Regions from separate parts of the Gossypium hirsutum genome. Here region 2 is linked to region 1. The links are chromatin contacts, called in public Hi-C maps. All regions are on one chromosome and are shown on one strand. The core of a region is the stretch at or near the end of the contact, and the rest is flanking DNA. Distances in the headings are between cores, read along the strand shown.

Evidence for each region. A called contact is a pair of places that touch in the nucleus more often than the background predicts.
Region 2: a Hi-C map of leaf shows a contact between it and region 1, with 2.0 times the contacts expected there. The contact joins the promoter of LOC107920060 here to the enhancer-like site in region 1. A contact is called at or near these places in 2 of 34 Hi-C or Micro-C datasets (both in leaf).

The regions. Positions count from the first base shown.
Region 1 is chrD13:38,756,109-38,761,838 of Gossypium_hirsutum_v2.1, reverse strand. No RefSeq gene overlaps it. Among protein-coding and RNA genes, the nearest start is that of LOC107920793, 15 kb to the right of the region's middle. Within about 2 kb of position 3,143, at least 1 of the 9 cell types and tissues checked has an H3K27ac peak or open chromatin away from gene starts, as enhancers often do. A contact at or near this core is called in leaf, where this site is marked.
Region 2 is chrD13:38,933,804-38,939,533 of Gossypium_hirsutum_v2.1, reverse strand. It overlaps LOC107920060, which reads right to left and starts at 3,633. Exons shown (of 5, transcript XM_041108712.1): 1 at 3,457-3,633; 2 at 1,654-3,021; 3 at 587-1,553; 4 at 192-350. The coding sequence starts at 3,021.

The sequences.
Region 1 (5,730 bases), core at 1,894-4,393:
CCCTGAAATTTAGGTTTTATGCAAGGGTTCCAGTTTTCCTTTCCTAATAACTTTATGGGACAATAATTAACAAGAAAGCTAAAAGAAATAGACCCCATAGTCTATATATGAACAAGGTATGATATTGCATCTGATTGAATAGAAAGTAATTCACTTGATGGTATGCTATTGCATCTTTATACAAGTGATCACTTCCTTTTTGCACTCCCGGTCCGTGGAAGACGACAAAGCTCGATCTTTTGTCTAGAAAGGTGGCTAAAGGTGATCAATTTCTTTTGAATTATATATGAACATGTTGGACACTTGTCCTAATCAAGGATGATTTTCTTGCGGGGTTCTCTGGCTATGTATACATATAGAAAAGTTATTTTGAAATCATTTTAAGATTTAGATACCTAAATTCAGTCAAGTCGAGTGAGAGAATTCCTGCAGCTGTAGAGACAGAAAATGAATGCCTCTAAAATCATGGCAAGACGTATGTGTTCTCTTATAATGGTGCAAGACATGTGTCAAGATGTGGTTCATGCCTGAGAGTTTGATAAAGAAGAAAAGAAAATCTATAATCTTGTTTGCTCCAGAGATCTACTAAAGTTACATTGTCTGACCCATAAATGCTTGGACTTAAAACCCTAATCAACTTATTTCTTTCTACTTAAAATTTAATATTCTATTAAACTTTTACTCTCTTTTTTCTTATAGTGCTTGAAAGGGAAAATTATTCTATTAAGGGTATTTTGTGTTATTTTCTGTATTATAATCATTTTTAAAGTATATACGTATTGTGTTCTTTTTTATATTATGTTTTTATCATATCATGTTTAAAGAAATTACTTGAGATTGAACACACTTTCATTTCTCGCAACTTAATGCCCTTGTCACTAAACTAAGAGGTTATTGGCGTATTAAATGTAATTATGTTATTTAGTAAAATTAATCTTGATTTTTTTTATTTATCTCTTAAATTTAATCTTATTAATGTTTTATCTTATTTTGTATATTTTTCAAAACAATAAATATAATAACTTTTTAACAACAACAAAAGAAGAGGAAGAGATGCTTTATTTTTAAAATAAAATCAACTTTAACAAATCAATAAGATTATCAAATACATTTAAAAATTTTCAATTTCAATGAAATGAAAATTTTCGATGGTTTATCAAACACAACCTTATTTTTCAGTTTAACAAACAGCACCTAAGCTTTTTCTCAAATAAATATATTCGATTGTTTGTTACTAATTTCTAATGTCATGTGTGTTGTACATGATTTTACATGTTTTATTTTTTAAAATTTAGGGTGTGTTTGACATTAAATATGTTTGATAACCATTTTAACTTTTTACTTAATATAAAATTCTCAACAAAAAATTTAGTGAATAAGATAAATAGGTAGATAGCTATTTATCACTTCATGGTAAAAATATTATGCTAATTTTTTAATTAAAATAAATTATTTTTCAAAATAAAATGAGGTTTTCAGATTATTATATTTAAATTTTATCCAAAAAATATAAAATATTATATTCATAAGATTAAAATTAATAAATTAATACTTTTTAAAAAATAATATATACTTTTATCAAACAACATATTATATTCAACACTTGTTTTTTATTAATTTACCAACCAATTTTATAATTTTAAAAAAAAATTTAAAATTTTTTTGAATTTTTAAATTTTTAAAATATAATTAAATGTTGATGTGTCAAACACGGTCGCATCAACAAAATGAAAAAACAATATTAACTTTTCATCCATTTTGAGGTGATTTGACAAAAAAAATATTCAAGACCTAAAAAAGATGCAACATTAAATAAAGTACTAAAATGGCTTATATAAAATTGGGAGGCCAAATAAATTAAAAAGTTAATAAATTGAAGGAAATAGTTTGTAATTAATATAAAAATAAGAATTATGTATATATAAGATACTGGATTATGAAAATATATTATTTATATAAAAAATTATATATGGGGTTATTATATAAATATTAAATTTAATAAAATTTTCTTCTTTCTTTTTCAGTTAATGAAATTTAATACTATTAAAGATAAAGCAATGCACCAACAAATGTTGGGTGTTGTAGTGAGACACATTGTACTCTCAAAGGAGAATTCATATTTGAAATTTAGAGATAACATTGTTGAGAGACGTAACCATAAATCTCAACATGGATCATCAAACGAACATGAAAAATACCAAAGAAATAAAAAAAATAAAAATTTTAATTTTTTTTATTTACTATCATATAAATTAATTAACAAAGCTTTGGGTAAGATTAGAATTCTTATTTATAGATATGATAAATCTTGTAAATAAAAAAAAATTGAAATGGAAAATTTAGTAATACTATGTAGTTAGTTTTTTTTTCTCCAAACTTGTATTTTTATATATAATAATTTTTATTATCATACAAGATTTTTTGTGATTATTATTTATTCATTAAATAAACAAATAATTAATATAAAGTAATATTATTTAAATTTTTAGCACAATTAAATATATGAACTATTTTGATAGTTAAGATATTATAATAACAAAAAATTGAAACCAAAACTTTTTTTGGGTGATTTTTCAACTACTAATCAATGAAAATACAGTTAATACATTTAAGCGTAAGATTAATAAAAGTGAATAACTTAAATTGACATTGTAATTTAATATGGTGTAAAGTAAAATTTCTTGTTTTTTATCAAAGGCAATTTATTGGAGTGAGCTCAATAATTAGTCCTCCGTATTTTGTAGGCCCATTAAGGAAGTAGATATTGGTCACGAGTTTTAAAGTTACTCCATACTCAAGGCAAGAATTGAACCATTGACTACTAATTAAAGTAGAAAAGATCTCAATCATCTTACTTAACTCTCGTGGTTAATATAATTTCCTTTTTAACATGTTTTCTAATATCAGTTTAGTGATGTTTAAAATTGAATAGTTGAAATTATTGTAATAAATATGTATTTTTATTGGTTGAAAATTTTTATCCAAAATTCAATTTTTATATATTATTTTTAAATATTATATATATAAATAAAAAAAAGGGTTTGCTTTTATTATTTGACTGATTTCTGCCTCTTTTTAAGTAAGCCAATGGAGCCCACTTGATTCAAGGCCTTAGATTGGGCCGGTAACCTTATGCGCTTAAACCAAAACATGCCAGCATGGTGCTTTGGGTCCTACAATACGGCTCTTTGTGGCCCTTTTAGATTAAAAAAGAAAAAAGAAAAAAGAAAAGAAAAAGAAGTGTTAGTAAAATTGTTTGTTAGACTGAAGCTTCAGGTTCGGATCCGAACCATATGTTTAAAACATTGTTGATCGTTGGTTGGAGGGAAAAAAAGAAAAAAAGCAACGATGCAATTCTTCTGAAAGTCCTTGTACTATGAGATTCTTTTGGATTAATCCATATGCTTCATTTCATTATGTAATTTTGTAATTTTAAAATTTCCATCTTAACTTAAATAATAACAGCTAAATAAAATTATGTGAATTTCTTTTTATTGAAAAAAAAAAAAGAGAAGAGATTATTCTCACTTCTTTCCCTCTCTTGTTCTCCTTCCTCCACCATTAGGGTGACAGTAAGGAGGCAGATAAGGGCCTGCCCCTCAAAAATTTCCTTTTAAAACCTTCTAAATTTGTATAATTATAAGTTAATATATGATGAAATCGCACGTAAGTTCAAGAGTGGTAAAATTACGAGTTATCTCAAAAATTTGTAAAATGTTTATTGATTTCAAGAAAGTTTGCCATGACAAGCAGCACGGTGGTTGTGGGGCTATATAAAATTTGAAGATAGAGAGGAGTGTATTTTATACAGAAAACAGAATTCATATAACACACATCAACATTTCATTTCTTGTTTTTCTCTTTATGCATGATAAAAGGTAAGTGAAAACATAAAAACATGTATAAATCATGAAATCAAATGTAATATTTTTATTATTTGGACATACCATCCATATTATATATAGTTTTTTTTTATTTTAGCTTAACGTATGTTTTATATAGTAAAGTCGAGAAAACGGACCTAAATCATGATGATGGTATGTGCTTTTTTAATGAAATGCTACCTAATTTTTTATCCCTTTTTCTAGGAAAAAGTTCTATCCATATGATTTTTTTTTTAAAAAAAACAGTAAAAGTAATATATTAAATAAAAATTTAGAATAGTTTTTAACTAATGTCTATAAACACTATAAATCCAACTAGATTAATATTTGATATATTTAAATATTATCATGTATTTCATTTTTTTTACTATACACTAAAAAAAGTATATGTTACTTTCAGAAATGTATGTTGCTTTTTTAAATTTTATTGATAATATATTATATAATCTTTAACTAAACTTAAATAATACTTTATAGTAATGTTTAAAAATGGGTATGATTACCAAGCAACCAATAACATTAATTTAGTGTATGGATGGGGTCCAAAGATTAACCCTAAGGAAATAGTAGAGTTGTCTAAAGATGAAGTTCAAAGTACAACGAGAGTAATAATCATATCTTAGCTTTTCAAAACTTTGTTTATATTTGTGGTTCAATGTTTTAGTTTCTCTAATCATTCTCACATCTTTATTCTTTACACACAGGCAAATGAACGACAACCTATCTTTATCCTTTCATGTAATTCCATCTCTACTATAATATATATAAGTATCATCCATGTAGAGGTGTTCATGAGCTGAATCAGATCAGACTCGAGTTGGGCCTATGTATGATATTAATATACTTACGTCTCATTTGGTTTCTAGTGAAATAACATAAGGAAAAAATTTATTTAAAATATATGTTTTAACACGAGGATAAACTAGTGTACTAACATGATGAATAAATAACCCATCATTTGGTAGGTAGATTGTTAATCATGTAATAAACATATATTGCTTTGTTTGGTTAAAGTGTTAAACATAGGGGTGAGCATTCGATCGAATCGAATCGAATCGAATCGAAAATTTTCGAGTTAATCGAGTTTTCGAATCTCATTTTATCATCCTAACTTTATTTGAAGTTTTCTCGAATCGAGTCGAGTGAGATGGAATTCGAATCGAATCGAATCGAATATATTTTTCAAGTTAAATTTTAAAAAATAATTTTAGGTCCTTGTAACCATTGTCACCCATCGTAATAAAATTTGTCCACCTTAATCAAATTTTTTATTAACTTTCATCACTTCATAATTTATTTATTAATTTTTTATATACTGGTTAGCTTATTTGCTTACTTAGTTGTTTCAATTATCTTCAGATTCTTGTCACTATATATTTTAGAATTAAAAAATATATTAAATATAAAAATATAATTTTTTAATAAAAGTTATTTTAAAAATAAAATGTGAAATTGATACCAATATAAAATTTTAACACGAATATTTTATGGCATAATTAATAATTCAATTTTAATATAAATATTCAATATGACTAAACAATTCAATAATATAAATAATATAAAATGTGAAATTTAATTTAATAATATAAATAGTAGATATAAATAAAATTATTATTATTTATGTTTAGTGATTTCTTTTGCATAATTTTAATTTTTTATTTGAGAGTTAAGGGTGATAAGTAAAAGTTTAGGGGAAAAATAAAAAGTTTTGGAGAATAAAAGTTTGAGGGAAAGTAAATAGGGGGAGTAAAATTTTGGAGGGAAAATATTTAAAAAAAATTGGAGGGAGGAGGGTTTGGGATAGATGGGAGGTGGGATGGGAAGTGAATAAAAGTTTTAGGGGAAA
Region 2 (5,730 bases), core at 2,384-4,883, 180 kb before region 1:
GCATTCAATGTCAGTGAATGGTAAGTATAAATCAACTTAAAAATTGGTTAGACTGCTAACCAAGAAAAAAAAAAGTACATTTACTACATCAAAGATTTAAAGACCTAAGCTTAACCACTGCGGGGATCTTGTATCCATGATCCTCTTCACTACATCTTTTACAAAAGAATCAAAACAAGTTAAGCAACAACCTTTCATTAAGCTTGCCTGCTCGGTTGCCACTCTTTCAATGTGTGTACAATTTGATGGTGGAGGCACAACATGAACCTCGCTCCTCATATGCTCAAGCCCACAAGCAGCCAATAACGTGTGCATGGCACTTGTTGCTATGTCCTTAAAAGTACCATTGTCTGCATATATAAGCATAAAAAGCATTTGAAAATTTTCCAGACAGAAGTCATGGCTCAATTAATCACAAACTACAAATCACTCCAAAACAATAATGTGATTAAAAAACCGAACTGAAAAACAGATGCACACACTAATGATTTGCATGAAAATCGTGCTCTTTAGACAAATAAAAACTGCAGACCATAGGTCTGGAAATATCCCTGACATGAATTGATTACAGACGGGCTTAACTTACCTAAATCAATATTAGTGGACAAGGCTTTCAAATGGCTTCTGACCATTCCTTGCAACTGTTCCTTGGCCATTGAAAAGTTATTTTCATCTCTAACAGAAAAAGGTGAAGCAAAACCATCAGGTCCAATGTTTGATCCATTGATGCACTGACGGAGTTGCTCGTTTGAACTGATACCAGTAAGTTCAGGCCATAATGTCAAGTTGATCGATGTATTGGTTGTTGGGGTGGTTGAATCCTGAACTGCTTGCCTTCTCAAATTTTCCAACCTTGAAGAAGATAAGTCCCTACTTGGCACTGAAGAAGAGGGATCATCCTGTAATCTCTCCTCAAACACTGTTTGATGTTGAGTTCCCTTATCTTGAGTCCTAGCTTGTTGAACTGTTGTTTCCGTACTCTGATCAGTGTGAGAGTTCACGAAATCAGTGCCCATATTGGCGCTTAATATCCCATCAGTCCTACCAGCCATAAAATTCATCCTATTGATTGAACGAAGATTTTGAATTTGGCGATGCAACCATCGCCTTCCAGTCAGAGTTGGAGCCCCTGCTCCAGATGCCGGAGAAACAACGGGAATATCTACAGCAGGAAATCTAGGAGATGAGTAACCCACAAAATTGGGAATTGATGGCATAAGCGGTGAAGGACCTACAATGGAGTCTAAACCTTCTCCAAAATTTACCATGGGTGAAAATCTATTGTACAAATTGTTTATTATTCTATGATCAGGCAAAGAATCTTGAACTTGGGAACTAGCGGACCCAGTAGCAACAGGCCTGCAACCATCACAGTACCAATTATCTTCAGGTACTTCCCGACCAAGACCAACACAATAGGTGTGTGCTGACGAATCACAAATATCACATAGTAACATGAGTTCATCATCCCCACCTTGGTGGCATTCAGAACAAATGACATTCTCATATGGATCAAGATAGCTTCTCAGTTCTTCCTCAGAAGGTTGGTAGACCTGTATACAAGAAAAATATGCCCATTTCCAACCACAAATAAGAAACTAAAGTAAATGAAAAACTGTTACACTTAAAATCCTTACAAGTAATAAAACGTACCTGATCACGCTTAGGTACTTGGATCAACACCTCTCTCGAATCAACTCCAGCTGCTGATCTTGCAGGCTTACTGATAGTTTCGAACCTTTGCTTGCACAATGGGCAACGAGATTCCACTTTTGACCACTCCATAATGCAGGTAAAACAAAAATAATGACTGCAACAGTTCAGTGTGCCCCTCAATCTTCGTTTGTCTTCCTCAGAGAGACAAATGCCACAAACTGGCTTTATTACTTCAGCCTTTGTTTCCTCTATCTTCTCCTTACCCTTTCTTCCTGGAGGTTTCTTAGGTTGGCCTAGCTCTTCAAGCTCCTGAATTCTCTTTGATGCTGATGAACTCCTCAAACTAGTTTTTAAACTTCCACAAAATTGGTTGGCTTCTTTCATTTGCTCTCTCTCTTCCTCTGAGACAGTATACTCGTAATCAGATGATCCAGATGACACAAAATCCGAATCTGATGGTACAACATATGCCTTTTTTCTCTGTCCTGCATTAGTTCTGCTCTTTTGTCTCAGAGCTGGAGTGTTGTCTATAAAACCACAATCATCATTATCATCATCTTCTTCAGCCCTCCTTTTCCTCTTCAACCGCCGTTTCTTCCTTCCTTGTTTTCTCGAAGGCTTCTTAGAAACTGCAGACCTCTTCCTCTTTGTCCTATGTTTAGAAGGGTACTTTTTCCGCAAAACTTGCTTGCTAACTTTTGTTTTGTTTTTCCTCTTAGTCATAGTCAATTCCTCTTCCTCATCTAAACAATCCTCTTCATCCGGAGTGAATTCTTCATCCAAACAATCCTCTTCATCCAGAGTAAATTCCTCATCCAAACAATCTTCTAAATCTGGAGTGAACTCCTCATCATCATCTTCCTTTTCTTCTTCTTCCTCCTCATAATCCTTGTCTTCATCTTCTTCAACAGACAAGCTTTCCCGCTTGACAGATTTTTTATCCGCAATCTTCCTCTCCCTTTCCGAAGATATCCGTTCTCTTTTCAACCTAACAACCTCTCTCACCTCTTCCTTTTCTTCTTCTTCCTCCTCATAATCCTTGTCTTCATCTTCTTCAACAGACACGGTTTCCTGCTTTACAGATTTTTTATCCACAATCTTCCTCTCCCTTACCGAAGATATCCGTTCTCTTTTCAACCTAACAACCTCTCCCACCTCTTCCTCTTCCTCCTCATTGTAACCCTGAAAACCCTCTTCCGATGCACATTCATCTAAGGAAGAACAATAATATTCAGCATCATCATCAGATCCTTCATTTCCCTCCGAAGCTACATAATCTTCATCTGAATCATCTGAACCCTCATGTTTCGATCTAACCCTTTTCTTAAAATTGCTTGAATGGCCAGCCTTCCCTTCCCTTACCATCTATTATTGCACCCAAAACCAAAAAGAACCAAATTAAGTATAAATCTTCTCTGGTTCACAAAGAACCATTATGAGATCAAAATGAATCCTAAGCTTCCATAGGCTTACTCAAATTGCGTACGCAAACTAAATACAAACATTTTAATCGAAAAAAAAAATCATTTCTACCTCTAATTTATCATCATCAAATCTTTATAACATACAAAACTTAAGAAACAAAGAAAACCCAAATCACAAAAACAAACATACTAAAGTTTTCATTGACAAAATTGATCAGATTTCACAAAAATCAGAACCCAGAAGAAATTAACCGTTGCTTTGCTTATGGTTCTTTTTTGCTTTTACAATTCAAATCAGGGCAGCTTTTAAAGAAAAATATCTAAATAAAGCGTTCAAATATCCGGAGAAAATAAACAAGAGAGAGAAAATTATTACCTGGAAGGAGGAAGACAGAACTGAAAAACAAAAGGAAAAAAGAATATGATTTTTGATTTTTTTGCAATGTCTGAAAATCTTTTCAGGCTGTAGCGTTTTCTTTGTTGTTTATATATATATATAAACAGTAATATTTGCTTTTACATAAAATATATTTTTATTTTAATATAAATACGAACGTTGATAAAAATAATGATCGCCTACGCAACTTCTCGACCTCATCGCGGAGGGGTTAGGACTTAATTACTAAAATACCTTTATTGTAATTAAATTTCCCACTCAGATATTTGAACTTTTTTTTTTTGTTAAAACTAATTAAACTATGATCCCACAACTTCCAACCATTTACGCCGTTTTAAATTTTATAACCAATTATTTCTTGACACGTATATTTTTACTTTTAATTAATTAAAGCATCCACCTCCTTCCCCCTCTTTCTTTCCTCATCTTCTTCCCTCTTTGTTTAACTTTATCTTACTTATGTGTTTTATGTAATAATTATATTAGGTTAGGATTTATTTAAATATGTAATGTTATATATTTAAATTTATAATGGTTATACTTTTAAAAATATTTAAAATATAAATTATATATTCAAAGTAACTTTACAAATACTTAACATGAATAAGAACCCCAACAGATTCAAGCCCCTAGCTTTTACAATTGTCCTCAAAATGCTGGGCAATTAAAAGGTGCCTTGATAAACAATGAAAAAAATAACTCAAAAAACATAACCGAAATAAAAAAAATCAAACAAACGACCTAAGGAAAGATGAAAAAAGAAAGAAAGAAAGAAAGAATGGCCTGAAGCTCCTGTTCGTCTTCCCAAAAATCATCTATACCTTCCTTACATCAGAACACAGAGGTAATCATTCCCCACTCTTGACAAAAATGGAATCAACACAGTTAAAACAAACCCCTATGTTAATCACTAAGCTTATCAGATTTTAATGAACCCACATCACCTCCGGTCACAGTCTTCAACTCCCAAATCATTCATTTTCAACACCATCCAAATCCCTATTGACAAGCTCTTCCACAACTTCTGGGGTCTCTTCCATCCAGTATACAGGTTAGGCATAACTCTGACCTTCCTTTGCCAAAGCATGTGCTAGAACATTGGCCGACCGAGATGCAAATCAGAAATTTATCATTCTGAAATTAGGGATTTTGCATCTTACTTCATTTAACACATTACTGGTGCTCAATCTATCCTTTTCTACACCTTCTAACCTTTTGTGATAAGGGGTTGCGCGCGGACCAAGATCGAGTTGTCAAGTCACGGGAAACTCCTACGAAAACTCTAAACGTTTGGATCTGAAACGAAACAGCAAAACTTAATTAGAATCAATTAGATCTGGAAACTAAAAATCCCCAAATCAATAAAGAACAGCCAAGAATCAAAACAGTTATAGATAGCCAATCTTGGAAACCAAGAACGCGGAATTAAGCCCCAAGATTAACTTCCAATCAGGCGAATCTATCAAAGAACACAAAATAGCAAATAAATTAAAACAAATTACGAAATCAATTGAAACTAATTCTAGGGATTGGACGGCACGAAAAGAGGGGTTTTTTGTGAAATCAAAAAAGTTCCTTTATGTCCAAGGAAGTGTCGAATCAGATCTTGGAGTTTTAGAAAGGCTGAAAAGCAACAAGAACAGCAAACAAATTAGCTAATAAAAATCGACACAAGCAGAAATTTAAAAGAGATTGAACAACAAGAAAATAAAGATAAAGTCTTAAGAAGCCTTGAAATCGAGAAAGATTTCACAACTCCCTTCAAACGGCTCTAATCTCCCCTCCAATGAAGAATAATGGCAAGAAGAAGGCTGAAGATGGCTCCCACAATAAAAAAGATTGTTAAAACTACTTCTAAAGAAACTCAAGAGAGAATTCTTGGAGAAAACTCTAAGAGAATTTTTACTCAGCAAAAATCTGAAATTTTAATGTATTGTAATGTAATGTGTTCTATGGGTGGCTGGCCAAGCCATATATATAGGCCTTTTAACTATTTTCCTAACCCTAATAGGAAAACTAAAAAAAAAAACCTAATTATTGATTTTCAAGAGAATTTCGTCCAAGGCCTTTAATAGGCCTCTTTGGGATGAATTTTTACATAGAAATTTATTTATAAAGTCTAAAAATTAAAAATAAGTATTTAAAGAATTAAAATTTTACAAATTGGGCCACTTTAACAATTTGGCCTGATTTTTAACTAAATCTGATTTAAATTTCTGGATTGGGCTTGGAACATCTTATTGGGCCTTGTCT